Regions from separate parts of the Sus scrofa genome. Here region 2 is linked to region 1. The links are chromatin contacts, called in public HiChIP or PLAC-seq maps. All regions are on one chromosome and are shown on one strand. Each heading gives the region's core, a stretch centred on a gene start, on an enhancer-like site or on the middle of the called end of the contact. The rest is flanking DNA. Distances are from core to core; before and after follow the strand shown. Region 1 holds the start of EEF1AKMT1 (protein-lysine N-methyltransferase N6AMT2). Region 2 holds the start of SKA3 (spindle and kinetochore-associated protein 3).

Region 1 (7,097 bases), core at 3,331-5,830:
CTTCTTCCTAATCCGAAATCTTGTGAACTTATGCAGGGAAAAGTTCATTTTTTAAAAAAGAAAATGCATTTTGAATTTTTTTTTTTTTTTTTTTTTTTTTTTTTTTTGGTCTTTTTGCCATTTCTTGGGCTGCTCCCGCAGCATATGGGATGTTCCCAGGCTAGGGGTCCAATCAGAGCTGTAGCCGCCGGCCTACGCCAGAGCCACAGCAACGCGGGATCCGAGCCACGTCTGCAACCTACACCACAGCTCACGACAACGCCAGATTGTCAACCCACTGAGCAAGGGCAGGGATCGAACCTGCAACCTCATGGTTCCTAGTCGGATTTGTTAACCACTGCGCCACAACGGGAACTCCCTGAAAATATTTTTTAAACTTGATTTTGCTTTGAATGGCCATTGACTTGTAGTGGTGATTCTTAGGTTATGTTGAGATTTGATCCCACCCCTAGGGTGGATAAAGGAACCTGAGCTGTTTAGGAAGCAAGCAGAGCTCATTACTTACTAAGGAGGCACTTGAGGCCCAGGCCAGTCGCCTGTCATTGGAGAGACCCGTGGATGATTTTAAAGGTGCCAGATATGAAAATGTGGTACTGCTTCTTAAAAGACATCTTTAACATAATGGTGTGCTCTAAAAACGTAGTCTGTTATGGACGATGACTCTTGTGCATTCCTTAGATTATGAGCTATTTCTTTTTGCTTATTAAACGCAGGATCCTAGATTGAGTCATGTGCTTTCTTTGGAATCTCAAACGGCGGTTCTTGTGAAATTAAATGGAAGTTCCAAGAATTCACTGCAGCGGCTCTGGTCGCTGCAGAGGCACAGGTTTGATCCCCAGCCCGACATGGTTCATTAAAGGATCCGGCGTAGGCCGGAGCTGTGGCTGGGATTCAGTCCCTGGCTGGGAACTTTGGTTTGCCCATGGGTGCAGCCGTTAAAAAGCTAAATGGAAGCAGAGCGCGTATTTGGTGAAAATGGTGAGAAGATCTTTTGCTTGGCGGTTCCATACCACACTGCTGGCAGCACTCTACCAGGTCCAGGTCTGGCACGGAAACCAAGGCCCTGCTCAACTCTCGGGTCAGCTGCTAACATCCAGCAAGAGGATGAGCTGCGGCTGCGTTACGCTTCCGTTGGAAGTGATGCATGAAAAGCAAAACCGAAGCAAGTTTTGCTGGTGTTCACTCCTGACTACTTTGCCAGGCAGGTCAGCCTTCCGATCCTTTTAGTAAACCCGGAGTCTTGGCTGCACTTTTGTCTGTATTCTGCTCATAATGGCACTGCTCTGGATGCCCCTTTCTGAAGACCGACCTGGCACAGCTGTTTAAACTGGCAGGGCGTGCGGCAGAGGCAGAGGAGTACCAGATTCAGTTTGTGGCTAAGCTCCTGAAGTTTTACGTTGATTTCCACGGGTCTCCGGATCATAAGACCGTAAGTGTTCACAAAGGAAAGGTTTAAAGCATGGTGATTGGTAACAATAGAAGAGTTGCTCAATTTTTTTTAATTATTTTTATTTGTTTGCTTTTTAGGGCCACGCCCGTGGCACATGGGAGTTCCCAGGCTAGGAGTCAAATCCAGGCTACAGCTGCCGGCCTACACCACAGCCACAGCAACGCCAGATCCGAGCCTCGCTTGTAACCTGCACCACAGCTCACGGCAGTGCTGGATCCTTAACCCACTGAGCGAGGCCAGGGATCAAACCCGCAACCTTGTGGTTCCTATGAGGATTTATTTCCGCTGCGCCACAGCGGGGGCTCCGATGCTCCATGAATTAATTCTACCCAAAGATTTGTAGGAGCACATTTTCTTCCACTAAGGAAATGCGTCCTGACATGGTCGGCTCCCTGTCAGCCATTCGCTGTTTGAAAATCCTGTGGTGTCACTCCAGCGCGACCTCGCAGCCCGAGCTGTATCACTGCGGTGTGTGACGGAGGCCACTGTATACACGAGAGAACTGATCTCTCTAGGTCAGTGCTTTCAGTGTCTGCTGCATGTGCTCACTCTCCTGACGCCAAAAATCCTAACAGCAGTTCCCCAAATGAGTGTCATGCATCACTAATTCTTTATAATTTAGCTGTTATTAAAAAATTGGAGAGACAAAACTAGTTTCTTTGTACAGTTAAATGTTTTCCCACGCTGGTGCATGGGGTAAGGCTCTAGAGAAAGATCTTTTTTTTTTTTTTTTTTTTTTTTGTCTTTTTGCTATTTCTTTGGGCCGCTCCAGCGGCATATGGAGGCTCCCAGGCTAGGGGTCGAATCGGAGCTGTAGCCACTAGCCTACGCCAGAGCCACAGCAACGCGGGATCTGAGTTGCGTCTGCAACCTACACCACAGCTCACGGCAACGCCGGATCCTTAACCCACTGAGCAAGGGCAGGGACCGAACCCGCAACCTCCTGGTTCCTAGTCGGATTCGTTAACCACTGCGCCACGACGGGAACTCCTAGAGAAAGATCTTAATCTGAATTTCCTCCTCGGGTTTAAAGTTCTTTTCCCAAAGTGTCTTACGTAACGTCCTTTGCAGCCTGCTTAGGTTAATTTGAGGAGTTTGGTAGCAAAGCTCTCCAAGGAAAACCTGAATCTTGTTCTCTGTTACACTGCTTATTTAATTGAAAAGGAGGAGTTCCCAGTCGTGGCTCAGCGGCAACAAACCTGACTCGTATCCATGACGACACAGGTTCGATCCCCGGCCTCCTCACTCAGTGGGTTAAGGATCTGGCGTTGCCGTGAGCTGTGTTGTAGGTTGCAGATGCGGCTGGGATCCTGTAGTGGCTGTGGCTGTGGTGTAGGCAGGCAGCTGCAGCTCTGCTTCAACCCCTAGCCTGGGAACTTCCAAATGCCATGGTTGTGGCCCCAAAACGACAAAAAAGAAAAAAGAAAAACCTGAGTCTAGTTCCGTCTTCAAGAGATCTTTCCAGTGTAATCTTCATTTCTTTTGTTTTTCTTCGTTTTCTTTCTTTTATTTTTTTTATGGTTGCACCCACAACATAGGTTCCCTGGGCCAGAGATTGAATCCAAGTCACAGCTGCTACCTATGCTACAGCTGCAGGCAATGCTGGATCCCTAACATGCTGTGCCACAGCGGGAACTCAGGTTGCTTTAAATGTACCTTTCGAGTCCAGTTTAACTTGACAAGTAATTTTCCCTTCATGATAATAAAATTGTCTCAATATTTAAAATTTTTTTATGATTTGAAGAGCCATTAAATTACAATGCAGATGTTTTCATGAGGAACATTTTAATCTTCCTGTATCACTGTGACAACCTGTCTGAGCAGGCAGCATTATTGGTGGAGGTGTAACTATTTGAACTCTCTGACAACTAGGTTCATTTTCATTGTAAAATAACACAGTAACACATTATATGCAGATTAACTGTCTCACAGGCTATGAAAGCAGTTTAAACTTAGCTTAAAAACATCTGTTTTAAACCAAAAATAACTTTAACTTAATCTCAAACTTAAAATAACTTTGCTTTAACTTAATCCTTTCTATCAAGTAAACCAAGGCAGTTTGCTGGGTTGGAACATTACCTCTAAAGCCACACTGCCGTGAACTTGGTTAGTTGTTTCTTGGGTCGTGTTATTGATTTCTCTTGTGTGTTTTCTTTCCTGCTCCTTTGTTAAGTTACACCTGTTCTTGAAATGCCTGGCTTAGTGAATGTGTCATGAGTTCAAAGCAATTAAAGCGTGGGTTGCTATAAGCCTGAAAACAGTATTTAAAATAGAAACTATAGTATTCCCAAAGTTGAAAACACGGTTTTTGTGGGTTTTTTTTTTCCTATCCTCACCTTATACCAGAAAGGATTTGAAGCTATTCAGCAGACCCTAGCTTAGTAAGATTATGGAATTGGTAAAGAAAATAAAGGAAAGGAAGGTAGGAAAGGAATACAGATTGATAGCCTCGGGGAATGGTAAGTAAATAGAGCATCAGGATTTGTAACCGCCAAGGTGGAAGGGGACTTGACTTTCCCTAGGTGCCGGTGTGCCCGGGTCTGCTGGGTGCTCTAGGGATGAACGCACTCCTCACTGAAGGCTCTGAAAGACTATATACCATGGGGCTGACCAAACTCTCCTACGTTTTCAGTTGTTTACATAGAGAACGTTATTACTTCATAATTAGATTATTTGCCGAATTAGTAGCTGTCTTATTTCAGCATGGAGACAGCTGTGCGAATCCTCTGCTTGGGCGGCTGTTGCATTCTTCACAGCAAATTCCAACATGACAGGTGCAGGTGGCTGGTCTTAGTCACACCGAGGAGGAAATTGCAGGGTTTAAAAGGCTTTCCCTAATCTATCGCTATTATAAATACTCAGTTTAATATATGAATTTCTCGGTAGACTGAGAGAACAAATTAGCAGATTTCCTTTGTATGTGTTTAACTTACCGGGACTCTAATTAAAACCTTAACTATCTTTTATTGCCACCACCAGAAGCACCTGCGGAGCCGAGCAGCTCCCAGCACCAGGCGGCCGGTCTGCGGCGCGGCTCCCAGCGGCCTCCCCCGCACCCGCCGGAGGGCGTGCGCATGCGCGGCCGCGGCCCCGCCCGCGGTTCCGGCTCGGCGAGACGGAGTGCGCACGCGCGGGCGCCGTCGGCGCTCGGGCCCGGCCCCGCGGGACTACGGCGCACGCGCGGACGCGGGTTGTGAGGGGCCGAGGCGCCGCCTCTGCCTCCCCGGGTCCCGGCGCGGCGCGCGGGGCGTCTCGTCGCGGGCTCGTGCGCGGGGCCTCGCTTCACAGGGCGTGGTTTCCCCTCACGTCAGAGCTTCTGAAGGAACAGGTCAGTGGTTTTAGAGGCGAGAGGAGCGCGCCGGCCGGGGCCGGGCGCCGGCGCGGGTACCCGCTGGGCCCCGGGGGCTCCCCGCCGGCTCGCCGCGCCTGGGCCTGGACGGCCTCGGGGGCAGCGCTGGGTTTTGTCCACGGGGAGGGAGGGTCGTGCCTGAAACTTGACCTGTGGAAACAGAACTTTGTGTGTTCGAGACGCGGGTGGACCTGCACGTTGCCTTTTGCGTCGTGGGTCCCACCATTTAAGTAGTTTCAAGTCGTGCGAAGCAGCACAGCCCCGCAGGGGCCCGTGAATCCCTCGGATGCTTCCCCTTAAGGCGTCGCCCCCGCTCGTGCAGTTCGCTCCGCAGGCCCCAGTCTGCATCCTTCGCCCACCCTCGGGGCGGAGGTGAAACGCCGGCAGCTGAGCTGCTCTCACCTGCCCCCACGTGCTCCCCAGGTGCTCTCAAGGCATAAACGGTGTCCTCCAGCCTGTCCACGGTCATTCGCCTGCCCTTCTCTCTAAAGCAGGGTCTCTCCCCTGGCATCCTAGCGTCAGTGACATTTGGGGCCGGGTAGCTCTCTGTTGTGCAGGGTGGTACTCCAAACTGTACGATTTACCAGCATCCCTGGCCTCTACCCGTTAGATGCCAGCACCACCCTCCCCAGAGAAGCGCTGATCTAGAGTGGGAGCCACATGAGGCTCAGCATCAGTTTAAAATGTAAATACAGCACTTCCAGCTCTTTGGACTTAAAACGTCACAGCACTTTCAACAAGCCGCTTAGAAAATACTGACATCATGCTAAGGATATGATAAAGGGTGGGCCTAAGTAAAAAAGGGGTAGCAGGTTAAAACTAAGGTTCATTTAGCTTTTAGCAGTGCCCAGTTCTCAATGCTGATACCCCAGGCCGAAACGAAGCCTTAGAACTCGGCCCATCAGCTTGCTGTGCGATGACTGCCGTGGCTCAGCCCGCGTGCACTCGCACTGATACTCCGTCCTGTTCTCCCTTCTCGGGGGACTCCCACCATGAGTGTGCTGGCCCCCCTGAAGGTGTACCCCTCTTTATTCCATTGTGTTCACTCGTCATTGTCTTAACTCTCCCTACATCCTTTGGTTCTGTTAGCATCGTTAGGAAGTTATTTTAAAGTCTTTGTCTAGTGAGTCTGCCATTTGATCTGTTTCAGGGATGTGTCTGTGCCCTTGCACAGTTGTGGTGGTGGTGGTGGTTGTGAACTAATTCTACCCCTTCTCCAGGAATTGGTGTTTTGTTGTTCTATTATTACTATCACTGCAGGCTGTTTTTGTGCTAAAGATTAGCCTGAAGAAGCCTAAGTTCTTCCTAGACATGCACAGCGACTTTCTTAATTTCCTCCGTGTATTCCATTGCTATTTAGGATGGTCTGGTCCTCATGTTTCTGGCCCCAAAAGGGAGAAAAGAGAAAAAGGAAAGTGGGGAGGAGGGGCTAACGCCTTAAATCCTGTCCGAGGTGTCTCTGCTGGAGGGAAGTGCTTGGTGGTGGGAGCCTTATAGTGACGTCCCCCTGCCTGACGGTGTCTCCGTGCGCAGAAGTAGCTGTCAGCCACCAGGTCACAGGCCCCGTTACCTGAAGGACAGGGTCCCTGTTGCCCACCGTGCTCCCAGCGGTTGCAGACAAGCTGCTCCTGGAGCTGCTGAAACTGTGTTCTTGGATTTTTGCCCATTGGCATCCACAAACTACAGGGCCAGCTGATGGCCAGAGTTGCTCATGTGTTCCCTGCCAGTCAGTCCTCACGGGCACATGGAAGTCCTGTCACACACCCCCAGCCACACATCACAGAAGGTGTGTTTTCTCTTGCTGCCCCGTCTCAGCAGTGAAGGCCTTGGCCTGGTTGTCTCTTTGTTGCTTTGTCCCTGCACGGACCAAGCTTCATGCGGCCTTTCAAGGCGCACGGCGCCTCTCCTTCCCGTGAGAACTGTGACTAGCGTTCTGCTCTTGTTTCAGGAACACTGGCCTCTCCACGTCCTCACTCAGCTGTAAAGTTGATCCCTGAGCTCCACGCAGGAGCTCGTGCACAGCTTCCTGTCACAGGAATGAGGAGCCACTGCCCCGTTAAATGCCCAAATTGACTGAAATTAACCACATCTAAACTCTTTCCCTTGGCTCTGGATAGACTCTAGTGATCCAGGAGAGTCCCGTTAGACACGCGGTGCCGGTAAAATGACCTAGGTCCAGAGGGAGTCTTCCCGGAACCATCTAGTAACCTGTACACGTCCGTGCTCATGGCTTCCACGTTGACGTTGCAGCCTTTAGAACTGCCTCGCCTTTCTGACCACTTTCTTTGGAAGCTGTAA
Region 2 (7,097 bases), core at 2,681-5,180, 230 kb before region 1:
GTCTGGTGGGTGTGAGCCCTCGACCTGTCCTGTCGGACACTCCAGGGAAACAGTGCTTGAATTTTTTTTTCTTTTTACAGTTGTACCTGCGGCATATGGAAGTTCCCAGGCTGGGGGTCCAATCGGAGCTACAGCGCTGGCCTACACCACAGCCACAGCAATGCAGCATCTGAGCTGTGTCCGTGACCTACACCACAGCTCACGGCAACACCGGATCTTTAACCCACAGAGTGAGGCCAGAATCAAACCTACGTTCTCATGAATATTATCCAGGTTCTTGGTCCGCTGAGCCGCAGCAGGAACTCCCAGTGTTAGAACTGAGTTGAACTGTAGGACAGCCACCTGTTGTCACAGTATTTGGTGTGGGAAAACCACACACACATCTGGTGACAGGAAGTTTGAGCAGTGAGGTATCTGGAATTCCCACTCTGGCGAAGTGGGTTAAGAATCCAACTGCAGGAGTTCCCGTCGTGGCGCAGTGGTTAACGAATCCGACTAGGAACCCTGAGGTTGCGGGTTCGATCCCTGCCCTTGCTCAGTGGGTTAACGATCCGGTGTTGCCGTGAGCTGTGGTGTAGGTCGCAGATGCGGCTCAGATCCTGCGTTGCTGTGGCTCTGGCGTAGGCCGGTGGCTACAGCTCTGATTCAACCCCTAGCCTGGGAACCTCCATATGCCGCGGGAGCGGCCCAAGAAATAGCAACAACAACAACAAAAGACAAAAAAAAAAAAAAAAAGAATCCAACTGCAGGAATTCTCGTAGTGGCTCAGCAGTAAACTCAACTAGTATCCATAAGCACTTGGGTTCGATCCCTGGCCTTACTCAGTGGATTAAGGATCCAGTGTTGCTATGAGCTGCGGTGTAGGTCGCAGACATGGCTCAGAGCCCAAGTTGCTGTGGCTGTGGTGTAGGCCAGCAGCTGCAGCTCCAATTAGACCCCTAGCCTGGAACCTTCCTCATGCCAAGGGTTCAGCCCTAAAAAGACAAAAAAAAAAAAAAAAAAGAATCCAATTGCAGCGGCTCGAGTGGCTGCTGAGTCTTGTGTTCAATCCCCAGCCCAGCAGTGGGTTAAAAGGATCTGGCCTTTCTTTCAGTCTCATTTCAGTCTGGCTCACATTCAGTCCCTGGCCTAGAAACTTGTGCATGCCACAGGTGCAATCCAAAAAAAAAAAAATTAAGTATCTGTGCGACTAAAGGAAAGAAACATGTTTATCCATTCAGAAGTTGAAAGTTCCTTGTTTCTGGTTTTTCGCTATTACACAATAGAGCTGATGTGAACATTTGGGTACCAGTCTTTATCATCAACAGTTTCGTCTGCCATAGTTAAATATCCACGAATATAATGGCTGAATCATGTGATAATTGTGTCTGTCTTTTTTTTTTTTTTTCTTCTTTTTTCGTCTTTTGTCTTTTTAGGGCCACAACCACGGCATATGGAGGTTCCCAGGCTAGGGGTCAAATCAGAGCTGTACCCGCCAGCCTACACCACAGCCACAGCAATGCCAGACCTGAGCTGCATCTGCGACCTACACCACAGCTCAGGGCAATGCCGGATCCTCAACCCACTGAGCGAGGCCAGGGACCAAACCCGAAACCTCGTGGTTCCTAGTCAGACTTGTTTCTGCTGCGCCATGACGGGAACTCTGTGTCTGTATCTCTAAGGAATTTCAAAGTGGTTGCACCATTTTACATTCCCACCAGGGGCGTGTGAGCGTTCCCAGTGCTCTGGAAGGTCCCAGGTGGCATAGCCAGTTAAGAATCTGGCATTGCCACAACTGTGGCATAGGTTTCAACTGTGGCGGGCGTTCAGTCCCTGGCCTCGGAACTTCTACAAGCTGTGGATGCAGCTAAAGACAAAAGATGGCTCCTGGTGCCCTATTCCCTTGATAACTCTTGGTGGTGTTGGTCTCCCCCCCCCCCCCCCGTTATTTACTTAAGGATCTTTGGCTGCACCTGTGGCATGCAGAAATTCCAGGGCAAGGAGCAAACCCATAGCACAGCTGCGACCTAAGCCACAGCAGTGACAGTGATGGATCTTAACCACTGAGCTGCCAAGAAGTCTTTTTTTTCCCAGCTTTTTAGGGCCCCACCCACAGCATATGAAGGTTCCCAGGCTAGGGGTCAAATCGGAGCTGCAGCTGCTGGCCTACGCCACAGCCACAGCCTACGCCACAGCAGATCCTAACCCCGTCTTCAACCCACACCACAGCTCATGGCATCACCCAGTCCTTAACCCACTGAGCCAGGCCAGGCCGGGGATCAAACCCACAACCTCATGGTTCCTAATCACATTCATTTCCGCTGCCCCACGGTGGGAACTCCAACAGTCTTCTAGACATTTTAATGGGTGTTTAGTGGTATCTTAAGGTGGTTTTGCATTTCCCTATGACAAATGGTGTTATTATTTTTATTTTCTTTTTGGCAATCCACTTATTTTAATGAAGTCTGTTCAAATATTTTATCTATTTTTAACAATTCCGCTGTTACCTTATTACTGAATTTTAAGAGTAATTTATACATTTTGGATATGAGTCCTTCTAGTATTTGTTCATTCTTTTAACTGAAGTTCTTCCAATTTGATGAAGTCTAATTTGTCAAATTTTGGTTTTATGATTATGATCTTGGTACATACTTAAGTAATCTTTGCCTAAACCAAGGTCATGGTTTTCCATGAGAAGTTTTGTAAGTTTTAGGTTTTATATTTAGTCCATGATGTTTTGAGCTAATTTTGGTATATGACGTGAGATGTAGATCAGTTAAAATTTTTGCATATGAATACTCATTTGTTCCAGCACCATGTGTTGAAAAAGATACTTTCTCCACTGAGTTACCTATGTTTCTGTTGAAAATTTTTCGTTGTTGAAAATTAACATAGTGTACTATGTGTGTGGGTGGGTCTGTTTAAAAACTCTCCAGTGTATTCCACTGATACACCTATTTTTATGGCAACACCACTCATGTGATACTTTAGCATAACTCTTGAAATTTACAATTGTTTTGGCAATTCTAGGTCCTTTGAATTTTTTTTTTCTTCTTCTTAGATCCACACCCACAGCATATGAAGTTCTCAGGCTAGGGGTCAAATCAGAGCCACGGCTGCCAGTCTACACCACAGCCACCGCCACCGCAGGTTGCAGCAACACGGGATCCATAACGTAGTGAGTGAGGCTAGGGGCTGAACCCGAATCCTCATGGAGCTAGTTAGGTTCTTAACCAACTGAGCCACAACGGGAACTCTTTGACTATTTTTATTACATTCAGAAGAAGGCTGGCTGAAAGACGGGAACATCTTCAACTGGAGAACTGATTAACTGTATCCCAACTCTTCTTTTTAAACACCTTTTCATTTTAACGTCCGCTTTGACCAGCGCATCTCAGAAGAAAAGGCCGCTCTTAGGAGTAGGTTTGACTGCAAAGGCGCCCTTCCGCGTCCCCGCGGGGCAGGGGCGCCGACGGGCGGGGGCTCCGCGCCGCAGCGGGACTCGCCGCCGGCCGGCCTGGCGTCACGACCACTTCCGGGTCACGAGCAGGTGGCCGAGCTGCTCCTCCAGCCGCCGGTGCGCGGGGAAGCGCGCCGCCTGCGCCGCCTTGAGGGCCTGGAAGGCGGCCGCCCTGCGCACCGCGGCGTGGCCGCGCTCCTGCTCGGCCGTGAGGAAGGGCCGGCTCAGCCAGTACTGGTTCTCCGCCTCGGTCTCCAGGCGGCGGATCATGTTCTGCTTCGCCTGAGCGGAGACGGGCCGCGGCCGCCGGTGCTTCCCGATCCACTGCCGGCCGGGGATGCGGTTACGGCGCAGGAGCGCGGTCAGGAACATGGTGCCTGCGGAGGGAACGGAAGCGGGGAGCTGGCGGCGCGCCGCCAAGGGAAGAGGGGCGCCCCGCCGCCGCCCAGAGCCCCAGTCCGAGCGCGACCGCGCTCCCCACTCACCAGCCGCGCGCCTCGGAGACGCCCTCCGCACAGGGGCCGGCACGACGCCGGAAGCCGGAAGCGCGCCGCCCGCTTCCTCGCGCGAATCCTCAGCTCTCGCGAGAGGAACCTCGCGCGACTCGCGGAGCCAGTGGCGCTTCGGAAGCTGGGATTCAAACGGGCGCGGGCGCTAAGGCCGAGCGATGGGGACGTCCGTGGACCTGATCCGAGGCTTCTGCGGAAAGCTGCGGTCTCTGGCCGTCACCCTGGACGGCGAGACGGCCCGGCTGCAGCGAGCGCTGGACGGAGAGGACAGCGGTGAGTGAGGCTGCGGGAGGAACCCTGTTGACTCGGAAGAGCGCTCTGCGGCGGAGGCTGCGGCGGCGGCGCGGGAGCGGCCGCGTCCTCCCCTCGGTTATCCGCGAGGCAGTCCAGCGCGCTTGCGCAGCCTCTGCCCCGCCCGGAACGCGGCGCTGTGTTTTGTGGAGACGAAAAAAGCAATGGCGCTTAGGAACCAAAGTCGGAATTGAGCAAGCAGGTTGGGCTGATGCTGCCCATGCTCATTTACACGTTGTTCGCTCTCAAGTCACTTAGGGTGTGTGCTTATCCACAGAAACAGAGGAGAGGACGAAATGTTTCTCTTGCAGCGGCTCTTCAGCATTGTTGTCTCGTCCAAATGGTCCACAGCTGCTGTGAATGTCAGTATTTTTCCCAACAAATCTTATTGCCAACCCGAACACTAGTACTCCATACGGCTTTTTAAAATATGAGTAAAGCAAAATTTTCCACCACTAACGTTGTATTAGAGACTTTTTTTTTTTTTTTGTCTTTTTGCCATTTTTTGGGCCGCTCCCGCGGCATATGGAGGTTCCCAGGTTAGGGGTCCAATCGGAGCTGTAGCCCCCGGCCTACGCCAGAGCCACAGCAACGCGGGATCCGAGCCGCGTCCGCGACCTACACCCCAGCTCACGGCAACGCTGGATCGCCAACCCAGTGAGCAAGGGCAGGGATCGAACCCGCAACCTCATGGTTCCTAGTTGGCGTCGTTAACCACTACGCCATGACGGGAACTCTCTGTATTAGAGACTTTTTAAAAAGTTGTTGCGAGAGTAGTTCACATTTTGGAGTTCCCGTCGTGGCGCAGTGGTTAACGAACCCGACTAGGAACCAGGAGGTTGTGGGTTCGGTCCCTGCCCTTGCTCAGTGGGTTAAGGATCCGGCGTGGTGTAGGTCGCAGACGCGGCTCGGATCCTGAGTTGCTGCGGCTCTGGCGTAGGCTGGTGGCTACAGCTGCAATTCGACCCCTAGCCTGGGAACCTCCACAGGCCGCGGGAGCGGCCCAAGAAATAGCAAAAAGACAAAAAAAAAAAAAAAAAAAAAGTGTAGTTCACATTTTGAGATTATTTTGTGTCATCATTGCCTTAAAATATTGCATCCTGTAAATATAGACTCCTTTTACTTTAATTATGAAGACTTTTCCAGCCATTTAAAAATATTTACACTGTGACTTAAAGAAAATATATGTCTAATAGGCTTTGAAAACGAACTTAGGATTACCAAAGGGGACAGGTGGGTTGGGGGTTTGGGACTGGCAGATGCACACTGAGGTATTTGGAATGATTGGCCAACAGAGACCTGCTCTATAGCTCAGGGAACTCTACCCAGTATTCTGAGATAATCTATGTGGGAAAAGATCTGTGTTGCTGTGGCTCTGGCGTAGGCGGGCAGCTACAGCTCTGATTAGACCCCTAGCCTGGGACCCTCCATATGCTCCCAGTGCAGCCCTAAAAATACAAAGGACCCCCCCAATCACTCTTTATGATCACAGTGGTGAATCTCACAAAAGTCCCCATGAAAGGATACAATTCAGTTCACAGTTTTGCAGCCACCATCACAATAAGTTTAAATTTTCACTCCTCCCCAGAAGCAACCTCTGTTAACAGGCACGCCCCCAAAATCCTGCCCACCTGCCACACTGCGTTATGCAACCACTGATTTACTTTCTCTCTGCATAGATTTGCCTATTCTGGACATTTGGTAGAAAAGAAATTGTACAGCTTATAGTCTTTCAAGACTGACTTCTTTTAGAGTAACGCTGCAGGGTTTATTCATGTCCTAGAAGCATGTTTCGGTATTTCATTACATGTTATTACTGAATAATATTTCATTGTATGGTTTTACCACAGTTTGTTTATCTAGTCATCAGTTGAACATTTTGAGTTGTTTCTACGTTGGCTGTTGTGGATAATGCTGCTGTAAACATTCATGTGTAAGGTTTGGTGTGAACATAATATTTTTGATTCTCTTTGGTATACTCTTAGAAGTGCAATTGCTGGGTCGTATGGTAAACCTGTGTTTAACTTTTTGAGAAACCACCAAAACCACCACTGTGGATGCACCATTGTACATTTGCACCAGCAATGAGTGAGAGTTGGAATTTCTCCACCTCTTTATCAACATTTGTTATTGTTTGCCTTTTTTTTTTTTTTTTTTTTTTTTTTTAAGGGGCATACCCGTGGCATATGGAGGTTCCCAGTTAGGGTGGAATAGGATTTGTAGCTACCGGCCTACACCACAGCCACAGCAACGCAGGATCCTTAACCCACGGAGCGAGGCCAGGGGTCAAACGCTCGTCCTCATGGATGCTACTCCGATTCATTTCTGCTGAGCCACGACAGGGACTCCTTGTTTGTCTTTCAGATTATAGTCATTCCAGTGGGTGTGAAGTAATATGTCATTGTGGTGTCGATTTACATTTGCCCCATGAAGACAGGTCAGCTTTTAATAAGATCTTGAAAGGAGGCATGTTTTAGGGAATTAAAAAAAAAAAAAAAACTTCTTTTATTAGAGAAATCCTTTTATCAAAAAAACTGCTTTTACATGGTATATGTGACCAACTGATTAGTAAGGAAGGTGCTGGCGCAGTGTGTAAAGAGTGCCTTTTCCATGCCAGGAATAGGAACTGCAAGCATTTACCATAAAGGAAAACACTCCCTCCTCTCCTCTCTCCACTCCCTCCCTCCCTTCCTCCCCCAGCGGAGTGCTGAGTGCCAGGTGTGTTCACTCTGAAAGTTTATCCAACTCTTTGCTTCTCTATGTGCATGTTATAGTTTAATAAAAAAAACTTAAAGAAAGGCCTTACCATTTCTTTGCCAATGACAGGATATAAATAAGTGTCTACAAAAATTTTGTAC

What was found. HiChIP or PLAC-seq counts read pairs in DNA pulled down with a chosen protein or histone mark.
Region 2: an H3K27ac HiChIP or PLAC-seq map of alveolar macrophages shows a contact between it and region 1. The contact joins the promoter of SKA3 here to the promoter of EEF1AKMT1 in region 1. A contact is called at or near these places in 1 of 5 promoter capture datasets (fetal liver) and 1 of 2 datasets of contacts at active chromatin or transcription factors (alveolar macrophages).

Annotation. Positions count from the first base shown.
Region 1 is chr11:1,092,601-1,099,697 of Sscrofa11.1, reverse strand. EEF1AKMT1 (protein-lysine N-methyltransferase N6AMT2) reads left to right here and starts at 4,580. Exons shown (of 5, transcript XM_021065435.1): 1 at 4,580-4,778.
Region 2 is chr11:1,317,965-1,325,061 of Sscrofa11.1, reverse strand. SKA3 (spindle and kinetochore-associated protein 3) reads left to right here and starts at 3,930. Exons shown (of 9, transcript XM_021065445.1): 1 at 3,930-4,221. The coding sequence starts at 4,107. MRPL57 (ribosomal protein 63, mitochondrial) reads right to left here and starts at 4,216. Exons shown (of 2, transcript XM_021065451.1): 1 at 3,925-4,216; 2 at 3,233-3,816. The coding sequence starts at 3,811. The coding sequence ends at 3,503.